Linked DNA regions of Mus musculus: region 1 is linked to region 2. Evidence: chromatin contacts called from public Hi-C data. All regions are on one chromosome and are shown on one strand. The core of a region is the stretch at or near the end of the contact, and the rest is flanking DNA. Distances in the headings are between cores, read along the strand shown. Region 1 holds the start of Sult1b1 (sulfotransferase family 1B, member 1). Region 2 overlaps Ugt2a1 (UDP glucuronosyltransferase 2 family, polypeptide A1).

The links. Hi-C and Micro-C count contacts between places; a contact is called where the count stands out from the background.
Region 1: a contact with region 2 is called in a Hi-C map of liver, with 4 times the contacts expected there. The contact joins the promoter of Sult1b1 here to the enhancer-like site in region 2. A contact is called at or near these places in 5 of 484 Hi-C or Micro-C datasets (liver and nephron progenitors), 1 of 115 datasets of contacts at active chromatin or transcription factors (intestinal villus epithelium) and 2 of 9 other capture datasets (adipose tissue and liver).

What each region holds. Positions count from the first base shown.
Region 1 is chr5:87,530,206-87,536,450 of GRCm38.p6, reverse strand. It overlaps Sult1b1 (sulfotransferase family 1B, member 1), which reads left to right and starts at 1,291. Exons shown (of 7, transcript NM_001382837.1): 1 at 1,291-1,514; 2 at 2,422-2,550; 3 at 5,765-5,862. The coding sequence starts at 1,367.
Region 2 is chr5:87,454,783-87,460,432 of GRCm38.p6, reverse strand. It overlaps Ugt2a1 (UDP glucuronosyltransferase 2 family, polypeptide A1), which reads left to right. Exons shown (of 7, transcript NM_053184.2): 7 at 1-943. The coding sequence ends at 41. It overlaps Ugt2a2 (UDP glucuronosyltransferase 2 family, polypeptide A2), which reads left to right. Exons shown (of 7, transcript NM_001024148.1): 7 at 1-940. The coding sequence ends at 41. Among named protein-coding and RNA genes, the nearest start is that of Ugt2a2, 25 kb to the left of the region's middle. Within about 2 kb of position 3,997, at least 8 of the 459 cell types and tissues checked have an H3K27ac peak or open chromatin away from gene starts, as enhancers often do. A contact at or near this core is called in intestinal villus epithelium and liver, where this site is marked.

The DNA of each region.
Region 1 (6,245 bases), core at 42-2,541, 79 kb before region 2:
CCTTCCCTGGTGCGGTGGCTCTGTTCAGAACTGCGTGCATGGATTGTTCTCACGGTACACACTTCATTTACTGCTGTTAGAGTTTTCCTATGTGAGGAGCTTGAGGTCTAGGTGGAGAAGAAATAATTCCTTGACTTAAAAGAAATCCCCTCACAAAACAAAAAGACTCTTATATGCATGGGTTAAGTTACAGCTCTTTTAAAACACAGGGCTGAGCCCACAGTACATAAGCAGCATGAGTCAGTGAGCAGGCCAAAGTCCATTCCTGGTGGCCACTCCTCCTTTGTGATTCTGGACAGGATAGAGCTGCTTCCTCATTCCAAATACAAAATGAAAGGCACATCTTAAGACTGGGTAAAGAGGTGATTGGGGTGAAGAACTCTTGGAAGAGGGACTGGGAAGGGGGCACAACATTTGGAATGTAAATAAAACAACTTTTAAAAAGACTGGGTAAGGAATGGTGATAATGGGTAAAAAAAAAAAAAGCAATATATTTTCTTGACACTGAATCCACTTTCGTCAATTACATATCTATGAACTACATTGGTAGAGATTAATTAAAGTGACTTAGAATCATCTTTCTTAAATTTTAAGGCATTGCTTATTACAGAGAATTTCAGGATCTCATTAAAATGTAGATCCTAAGCCTAAATTGGGACCTGGATACCGTGATTTTCTAATAAGATCTCAGAAGAGACCAATAGCACAGGCATATGTACACAGACCAGAACTTACTTCTGATATGTCAGTTTATGTTATAAATATAAAACAGTACTAGAAGCTAAATTAAAAATTAAGACTTTATGGGTAACTTAATCAAATTAAAAAGAAATCAAAATACCTCTAATTCCAAGGTGCTCATATAGCTGAAGCCTACAGTTGCATGTGTGGGCATGCACAGAGATTTATAGCATCCTGCATCATTTCCTTAAGACTAGTGACAAAGAAACAATTCCTAGAAGAGGACAAAATGTATGCAGGGTTTTCAGTGTAAAACTCAGAATGACAATAAACTAACTCTAAAGTTACCTCCACTTACACTAAAATATCAGCTAAAGTGCTAATATTTTAGTGTAAATGGAGGGTTTTTTTTCTAGAATATATCTGTCTAAAATGATTTAATTTACTGAGGCATAATCCCCCTTCTCTTAAAAGCTTATTTTGAAAACCTTTGTTATGTTTTCATAGAAGCATTTTTTGCCCTTGCCAGTCTGTAGTGTTACACCCACAAGTTACCCTTCGTGTTTCCGTGTGTACTGTGATAAAGCCAAAGTTCACTTTGTATTATATAGTCTTAAGTTTAACACTTGTCACACAGAACCTGATTTTTACTCCTTCTATTCCTTCTGTTCAGCCTGCTGCAAAAATGAGTGCCTCAGAAGACGTTTGGAGAAAAGATCTGAAGATGATCCATGGCTACCCCATGATCTATGCTTTTGCACTCAATTGGGAAAGGATTGAAGAGTTCCAGAGCACACCAGGTGACATTGTAATAACCACTTACCCTAAATCAGGTGAGTCCTTCATCCTGAAAAATCCAGGTTTAATCTGCCTTTTTTGTCTTACATTTTTCTTTTATTCATGTGTATATGTATAGCTGTTTATATGTGGGGAACTTGTGTATGTGTGTGAGTGGCCACAGAAGTGAGATGAATCCTATCTTCAGAGCTGGTATGGGGACTGTGGAGGGACATGTTAGAATTTAGAGGGAGGGATGGGAGGGGCAAATGATGTCATGGTGTTGTCATCTCAAAAAGTATTTTTTTTTAAAATAACAAAAATGTTTCATGTTTACATGTGTGAGTTTCTCAAAGTGTAAATCATTAAATAATAACCAAACCATTAAGACAAAGAGACAAAGTTTGGAGCTAAGACGAAAGGATGGACTATCCAGAGACTACCCCACCTGGGGATCCATCCCATAATCAGCCACCAAACCCAGACACTATTGCATATGCCAGCAAGATTTTGCTGAAGGGACTCTGGTATAGCTGTCTCCTGAGAGGCTATGCCAATGCCTGGCAAATACAGAAGTGGATGCTCACACTCATCTATAAGATGGAATACAGGGCCCCTAAGGAGAACCTAGAGAAAGTACCCAAGGAGCTGAAGGGGTCTGCAACCCTATAGGTGGAACAACAATATGAACTAACCAGTACCCCCAGAGCTCATGTCTCTAGCTGCATATGTAGCAGAAGATGGCCTAGTCAGCCATCACTGGGAAGAGAGGCCCCTTGGTATTACAAACTTTATATGCCTCAGTTCAGGGGAACGCCAGAGCCAAGAAGTGGGAGTGGGTGGGTAGGGGAGCAGGGTGGGGGGAGAGTATGGGGGACTTTCAGGATAGCATTTGAAATGTAAATAAAGAAAATTTCTAATAAAAAAAAAAGACAAAGAATCTGATCATGGATTCTGTTACAGGTACTACTTGGCTTAGTGAGATTGTAGACATGGTTCTAAATGATGGAAATGTTGAAAAATGTAAGAGAGATGTTATCACCTCCAAAGTTCCAATGTTGGAACTGAGTGTTCCTGGAATAAGAATATCAGGTAAGATCAGATTATAATTCTTGCAAGAGTATGCTTACCTAACATTGTCCTATTTGTAATTTCAATTCAGAATTAGAAGAATAAAGAAAGAAAAAAGAAACAGAGCATAGGTGTTTGCATAATTGTAAAGAATTACTCACTGTAGTTATAGAATTATTAATAAAATGTGCATCATCTCATCAATGAATGCACACAAATATTGTAACATTAGAAAGTAAATTAACTTATATCAATTCTATAGCTCTCATAGAACCAAAGAATGAAACTGAACAAGATATAATCATAAGAAAGATTGCCTTAGATGGCACATTCAATTCTAGCTACACATAATTACAGCCCAAAGTTATACAGATATTTTGAGAAAAGATAATGTAGAAACATGAAGCATCATGTTAATGGGAAGTGTTAATGGATTGATGCATAAAAGACCTTAGGGCAACACATGGACTAAAGCAACAGTGGAGAAAAAGGAAGGAGTGGGGTGTGAAGCAACGTGAATCATATACTGTAGGATTAAATATAAAAATGTGAAATGCTTTAAAATTTTTTAAATTTTATTCTAAACATGCTAGGGAAGACGTTGAATGGATTTAGAATTTGGGAGTCAGTCATTGAGTGGCATTTTTGTTGTTTCAAATACAAAGTCTACATAGGTGGCTATGTGAGATTGAATTTGTATTGCTAGAGATATACTTTAGATTGACTGGCTGACAGATCACCTACAAAGTATGAGGAAATTGAAGAGTGAAGGGTGAGTCCAGAAGTTTTATTTAGGTCAACCAAGTGTTCTATGAAGCCATGGGTTTATTTGGAAACTTGGGAAGGGTGAATTTGGGTAAGGTTATTAATAATTCTGAATAAAATGTTAGATTTCAGGTATTGGATATTTTAAATAATCAATTGAAAGAGATTCATTTGGCAACTTTCAGCCTAATTAGACCTTGGAAGCAAGGCTATTGACCAACAAAAGTGTAATCAAAATATAATGGCTATCTATAAAAGTACCATCATGAAGAGTTTGAGATAGTAGAGATAACAAAACCGTTAAAGCTAGGAGGGACTAGAAATGCCTGGTCATACAGGCAACCGTAAAATGTCATTTTAAGGGAACCTATATAAGAACACAGGAGAGTGGGAGTCATCCTTCCCACACTTCAAATTAAACAGCAGAGTATAGATTCCCTTACTGCCCTGGAGAAGGCCTGTAGGAAGAAGGTTTGCAACTTCCAGAGGAAGGGATCTGTTGGTTCTTAACTGTGGTCTTTAGTAAAAGGTAAAATAAAAGCTTGAAAATTAACTATAGCTTTAAAGCCACAGAAAAATATAAAACCAAATAGTGTAGATATGGGAGTCTGAGATTACTGCTGAAGGCAGGGTTAAAGGTTCAGTCCGTTGCCATAGAGAGGTCTGTTGAAGTTTAACCAAGAGATGAAGGTGTACTTGGATCTACTCTAGAGCCAGTTGTGGATACCTGTGACAGCTTGATAAACTCCTAGAAGTCATAATTCATGATATAAAAGGCTAGTTTAAACCACCTCGCTTGGAAAAATGACTCTGAGACAGATGAAAATAAGAAATCTTTTTTTGAAATTTGAGGCAAGGATAAGGAAAAGTAGGCATAGGAAAGGCAGCCTAAGAATAACAGAGGGAAAGATGCCTATAGAAGATTACAACTTTCATTTCTCTGTACTAGGAAATGTGGCTGGAGCTGCCAGTTTGGAGACTTGAGATCTGATGTTGAATTTTCTATGTCTTTAGTTAATAACTTCAGATAAATCCAGTATATCCAATCTCCAATTACATTTAAAATTCAGAGCATACAACATTTGATTTAGAATAAGTTTATCCCAAAGATCTAAAAAAGAGACACAAATGAAAAATATGTTATTTATCTAAAACTCTAACTGGCCACCTTAGATTTTTATTTGATTTTTATGACCTTATTTCTATTGTTATAAAAGGGTTGGCTGAGTTTAATATTTGTTGTGACCATGGAGTTCAGTCAACAAGAAAGTCACTGTAAATGACATAAATTGCATTCCTGTTCTGAGAGAATTTCCATTCTATTACATATTATATGTTGTATATTATATGATCATATATATGCTGTTTATTTTGTTATAATATGCATAATAGATTGAGCATGGGCAATAAGCATGAAAACAGTGGGTTGAGTGCATTTCTTTTGTGAAATGTTGCCTATTAAAGAATAGGTTGCCATGGACATCTCTAAATACTCCAAGCTGGCCTTGAATTTAAGATTCTCATGCCTCATCCTTCTGAATATTGGGATTAAAACTTTCAGACACAATGACAAAGTCCATGCAGTGTTACATACAAGTAAGTGTTATACAGAACAGCTGGATGATGAATTATAAATTATTATAAACAATTAAAACTGTCATATTATAAATTATGAATGATTAAAACGAGAGATTGTTTGGGCTTGGTTAATCAAATGTAAGAGTTTTTCAGAAAAAGACACTCCTAGGCTGAAAATAACAAGAATATGTTCTATTAACAGGTAATTTAAAGATTAGAGTAGTTTTAAGTGATATTGAAATTAAAATATTCATAAGACTTTAAGATTTGTATGAAAGGGGTAATAGAAATACATGTGAACAATTTTTCAGAAATAGATCCAATAAAATTCCAAGTTACTAAGTAGTGATTTACTCCTCGTTTTGGAAATAAAGAAAATAAGACAAGATTCACAAATAGTTTAAAACTATCTCACAAGGAGTAAATAATATATATTTTAACACACTGAAATAAATGTCCAACAGTACACTGTTACCTGTCTACTGACTATCTCCTGGAACTCTGAAAAATGGTGTAATTGATTTAAAATTCACCTGCATTTAATATTGCTCAAAAAATGGAAAAAGGCTTAGAGGACAATGAGATAACTCATCAGGACAAGGTAATTGTTGCATACTACAAGAATCTTGAACCCACAGTGCAAGGAAAAGTTGGACTCTTGAAAGTTGTCCTCTGACTCCCACAAGAGTGCTGTGACAGATATACACATCTAACACAAACATACACACACACTCACACACACATACACATGCACACATGCATACATGTGCACATATATGCACATGCACAAGTACACAGTAAAATAGCTTTTACAAATATTCATGGGAAGGATGAACAAATCTGAGCTTCTTTGATACTCTGATTTTTCTGTGTTTTAAACTGAAATTCCCAGGTGTTGAACTCTTGAAGAAAACTCCATCACCTCGGATAATAAAGACACATCTTCCAATCGATCTACTCCCAAAATCCTTCTGGGAGAACAAGTGCAAGGTACATTGGGAATGACAGGTCAAGCTTTCCGTTGAACCCCGTCCATTTATCTATTCTTATTGTGAGTAGTAGTAGTTTGCTTTGTAATACGGAGAACTGACCTACACTAGAAGGTGCTTGATTATTTTCTTTTCTTTCTCCTCCATTTTTATCCTCTCCCCATCTCTTCTTTATCCTCTCTTCACCTCGTCTGGTCCCTTTCCTTGTTTTCTCTTCTCTCCTCTCTTCTGGTTCCATTTTGTTTGTTTGAGACAAGGTATCACTAAGTATTACAAGCTGGCCTTGATATCGATATTACTCTCCTCATCTTCCTTCTCCAGTTCCCAAATTCTACAATAATAAGTGTTTGTCACTATCAACAGTTAAGATTTTTAAAATTCATT
Region 2 (5,650 bases), core at 2,748-5,247:
AAAAAGTTGGTAAGACAGGAAAGAAGAAAAAACGTGACTAGTTGAAGAAAAAGACACCTCAGGTCTCTGGGTTTGGTGAAGTACTGAAGGGAGTAGTAATTGTACTTAGAAGCCCAGGGACCTGCCTGTCACCTATCCCCATTCCACTTTCAAACAACCCACTCCTGTCTTATTCTACAGGTAAATTCTACATAATCACACTTTCCTGAAGACATCTCATCTTTCCTTTGCTATTTCAATGACAGTTTGATGACGCCCTGGAATTTCTTATTTTCCTGGCACAGGGGTACTATTAATTTAAATATGCTATTTCCAGAATATCATTTAAAATGTAAACAAGATAATAACTGATAGCATTCTGAATCTTTGAGAAGGCACAAAGCGTATACTGAGTTTTATTTAAGGATAACACAAGGGGCTCATAGAGCACACAAATACAGCTCTGGCCACAGGGATTAGTATAGCATGAGAAGAGTCTTTATTTTCTTTTTAAATAAAGGACAGCTACTGTGTTTATCTGATGTCAAGGACATTAAAGGGTCAGTTCAGAACTATGAATCAATATTATAATAGGAAAAATACGTAAAAATTGTTAGTACATTTAAATTATGATGGTCTATTTTCCTGCTTTTCCCTAAAATATATATCTGTATGCTTGCTCTCCCGTCAAAGATTTTTAGATACTTTTTCCAAAAAATTAAGGCAATGAACTGAGTTGCTATTTTTCTCAGAAAACCATTACTAACAATATTTGAAAGTTATGTCTAGAAAGAGCAAATATTGAATTATTGTAGTAATTTCTTAAATTTTAATGGACTGTTCTTTGGCTCTGTGTTCATCCATTATACTTAAAATATTTGTCATTCTTAATGTATAATCACATTTATAATGAAATTTTTAATTTTCTTCTAGAATAAATACTTATATTGGGATCACTGTATAATTTTCCAGTCTCTATTTTCTCTTAAACTCATCATTTAGTTGTAACAATAAATATGTACTAGTTTACCAGATTTTCTGATCATATGACAATATGATCAGAAAATTAAATTAAAGAAAAATTAAAGAAAAGGATTAAATTAAAGAAAAGGATACTCATCTTGATGTAGGGGAGGTCTGAAGTGATAGAATTCATGTCATAAAGGATTTAATAATAGATTTATTGAAAATAATTAAATAACACTAAGAATTTAGCTAAAAGAGCACTGCTTCCAAAACACCAAATAAGTGGTTTGTTAACCAAGGCAGCTGGAAAGCACCAAAATTTAAGACGCTAATAGACTAATGTTTTTCATCAGGATTAGGCTAAGTAGATTCATTTCCATAACAATGTAGACAACTCTGAATTACAACCAGAAATTAGTCCCATTCTCCTTCCAAGAGGAGACCATCCCTCCAAGGAGCAGGCTATGTTAGCAGGGCAGTGTGACCACCACCATTAAGTACTGGTCTGTCCTCTAGTCTGCTGTGCTCTTAAAATACCTAATAAAAAAATTTAAAAAAAAATCAGTTCTTCCAAGTGAGCAAGTGAGCATGGGTAACAGCTATCCAAAGGACCAAAGCTAGTGGATGCTGTAAGAAATAACTATACAATATTCTTGTATGTGTACATAACTAAAGATGCACATAAATTTCTATAATATTGTTACCATTAGAAATATTTGGTAAACGTTAACAACTTTATCACAATGACTCATATTGATGTATTTTGATTTATCTTTATTTACGTTTTGAAAAGGACTTTTTTGTGTTGACTTCATGATTGCTTGCCATTCTTTTCACTTTAATTTTTTTTTCCAGTTAAGGTCAAAGTATGGTAGTCATACATTGAGATGTAGTGGACTAGCCATGCCACTGTGTGAGAAACTGGGTTTGAACACCACTGAGCCTAAGAACCCCTTTTATTCTCTGATGCTTCAGCCACTCAATATCCTTCTCACTCAAGTTTTCTCCCTCTTCTGCTGTTTTCTTCTGCTTTTCCCTTGCCTGAGTGTTATCAAAAGTCAAGTGAGACTGCAGAAAATCCCTGATGATACAAGCCACATTCATCAGTGTAACTTATTTTATCTGTGGATTAAAGAACTAACAGCTGGGAAATGACTTCTATAACTGTGGCAGTTTGAGTAGGTTTGTCTCCCATAGACTCATGTGTTTGAATGATTGACCCACAGAGAATGGCACTATTGGGAGTTATGGCCTTTTTGAAGTAAATGTGACCTTGTTGGATGGGGTGAACCACTGTAGGGGTGGGCTTGAGGTTTCTAGCTTTAAGCTCTGCCTAGAGTGGAATTCCAGTCTGCTCTGGTAGCCTTTGGATCAAAATGAAGTACTCTCAGCTCCTGCTCTAACATTATGTCTGCTTGCATGCCTCCATGCTTCTTTCCATGATGATAAATCATTAAAGGCCTGATCCTGTAGGCCAGCCCCAATTAAATGTTTTCCTGTATAAGATTTGCCTTGATCATGATATCTCTTCACAGCAATAAAATGCAAACTTAGACAATAGAAGACAATTGTGAAATTCTGCATATGAAGAAACTCAGGCTTCATGAAACAGAGTCCAGACCTTATCAGCAGAGCTGTTGTTTTATAACTCTTATCACAGAGCATTTAGATGTATACAAGAGAAAGAAGGAATACATTGTTCATAAGTGTTCCATGTTCTCTTGGTCTCTCTGAGGAAAGGGCTCATTAGTTGGTTGTTCAAAATTCTATCAACTCCAAATCATTGTGTTAACACAATATGTATTCGTAATTTCACATAACTTTATCTTGGCCTGGTTGTTGAATGGTGGATAGTAGATAGAAAATGTGCCTATTCTCAACCTAAAAATTGAGTTAGTTGCACAACTAAAAGAGAATATGGCCTTTCCTTATTGAATTAAAAATTACTAGGTCAAAGTGAAGACAAATCTCTAATACTTTCCAATTGAAGTGAATGATAGCAGTATCACTGTTATATTTAAAACATCTCCTCATTTCTAAAATACCTTAGTATGGACTAATTATTAAAAAAAATTGAAGGAAGTAAAGAAGCATACTTTTTAGAGGTCTCAGTCTTACTCTAAATCCTTTGGAGTTTAGGTATATATATACAAAGAAAAATAAAAAGGCATCATATATTTGGTTTTAAATTTAAAGATAAGCTACATGCTTTAAGATAGCACTTCAGATACCTATGGTATGGTGTAGTATCCTGCTGAGTTCTGCATTGCTCTGGAAGGGACAACATAACAGGTTTTCCCACCCCTGGAGCAGAGACAGCAAGAATTGGGTTTCTATGAGTGCTGATGGTTTCTTGGGTGTGGGGCTTGTTTGTAACATATATTCACGTTCCTCCTTTGAGAAATATTTTACCTGTTATGTTAAATGTCTCTATGATAATTAGAAACAAGGTGAGTCTGGGAGGCAAGAATATGTTCTTCATCAAAAAAGTAAACACTGTGGCTAAGGACAGCCCTTAGGGCTGTGGTAAAGAACTCTGAAAGCATGAGTTCACAAATATATAAATTTTCAACTATGCAAAATATAGGGATGCGATATGAACTCTTTGAATGGCTTCACAGACCTAAAAGAACAGACAGTTACACTAATGAGCCAGCTTGTCAGAAAAATATTAAGGAAAGAGATAAAGAGATTAAGGGACTGGCAATTTCAGGGAAACATCCCACCCAGCTACATATATTGTTTGTGCTTACACAGGCAGGCAGATTCCTCAGTTCAAGGTCATCCTAGAACAGAGTGACTTTAGGTTCAGGCAGGGTGGTAATGGTAATTTCAGGATAGGACTATATATAGCTAAACTTATTATTTCTGCTTACAAAGTCAGGCAGATCTCTGAGAACATTTGTTATCTTTAAAAAAAAGTACTTGCTGATTCTCTGAATCAAGGGACTAAAGTCATAAAATGCTGATTTGTGGAATAATCGAAAGAGAACCTGGGTTAATGGTTGAATAATTAAGTCAAGAAATGATTGGACTTTTATCTGCAATAGCTGAACTATCTACACAGCTCTCTGGAGAGCCAGCTAAAGCAGAACACAGAGCTTTCAGGTTGCACCCATGATTGACTTCCAGTCATTCTTTTACTACTCTCAAACACACCTTCTTAGGAACCCCTCTCCAAGCCAGGAATCGCCCTTCGTAATGTCCTTATCAAAACCTTAAATGCTCAACATTAAAGAATGCATCTTTCATCACCTAATATTTGGCTGCCTTACTTCAGGAATCAGTACCATATTAGAGAGCTGCTTGGACATAGGTGCTATTAACACAGTAATTGTGTACCAGTTTCAGAGAAAAGGTTAAACTTGGTAGATGAATCTAATGTGGAGTTAAGAAATTCTCCATTCTGGTCATCATAGCTCTATTGCAACATGAATTATACAATTTTCTAGAAGGTCAGAAAAAAGGAGATTGACAGCAAAAAGGCAAATAACTTATCTAATCTGCCTAACAGTAGATACAACGCTCAATCTATGAAATGCATATTATGGAAAACAAGAGTCTTGTGTATTGTGTTTGTTGACAAATTTCCTTTATCTTGATTGTTAGACACACTGATTATATCTAACAATATATTTTTTAAAAGCCTGTGTATGATTGCTGGACAACCAAGAATCTTCTGAGCAAAGAACACATTGGAGACCTTGGTACCCACTAGGCAATTGATGACATAGTTAATAAATAAGAACATAGTCATATACCTGACATGCTAATCTTAGATGAGAGAGTGTCCAAATGCTATAGTAAAACCCTGTGACTACAGTGAGTCAGAAACACAGATTATCACTTCAATAGATGAAGTAGAGCTATACTGAATACAAAGAAATGTTGAGTAAACTCCTTTATCTGATTTGGATCTTTGCTTCTTAACTCTGTGATGAACAATTTTAATGAAATTGAGATACAAACAGAGAACTCCAACATAGAAACTACAAAGAACTTGTGCTGACAGCTCAAATAGAGTTGTTTTGAGAGTGAGAAAAGAGTACAAGGATGAAGACACTTACCACACATGTACCCGATAATTTTCAATATTTTTCTCCTAGCTATTTTTCATAACAATTACACTCCTGTTTTCTCTGATGTTGCTCTTTTTTTATATAATAAAATCTGTCTTCACAGAAAGTGAATGGCTTTATTGAGAGCTCTAGAGCAGAATGTGGTAATGTTTTCTCTGGGGTCAATGGTTAGTTACAGAACAGAAAAAGTTCATCATAATTACATCAGACTCTGCATAGTTTCCACAAAGAATTAATTAAAATGTACCTTTGCGAGGCCACTATTACTCAAACTTTTAAAGTATATAAAGGTCTGATTAGAGAAACTCTCTTTTGAAAAATAATGTGTCTATATAACTTTTAACTTATTTTGCAAGTTTAAAAAGAAAAATGAATATAATGGATGCTATAATAGTACAGACTATGCTTTTAATTGACCATGACTTTGACAATGACATTGATTTGACAATATGTACCCAGCATAAAATTTTAGCATTATTATGATGCTGCAAACAAGAATACAAAGAACCCAAGATTCTGTCTTTTCCTTGATAATTTGAGGTCACTGTACATATTAAAAATATTTCAAGAAGTTTGATTTTTATCAATGACCTCATTAGCCAGTAATATTGAACTAATACCCATAA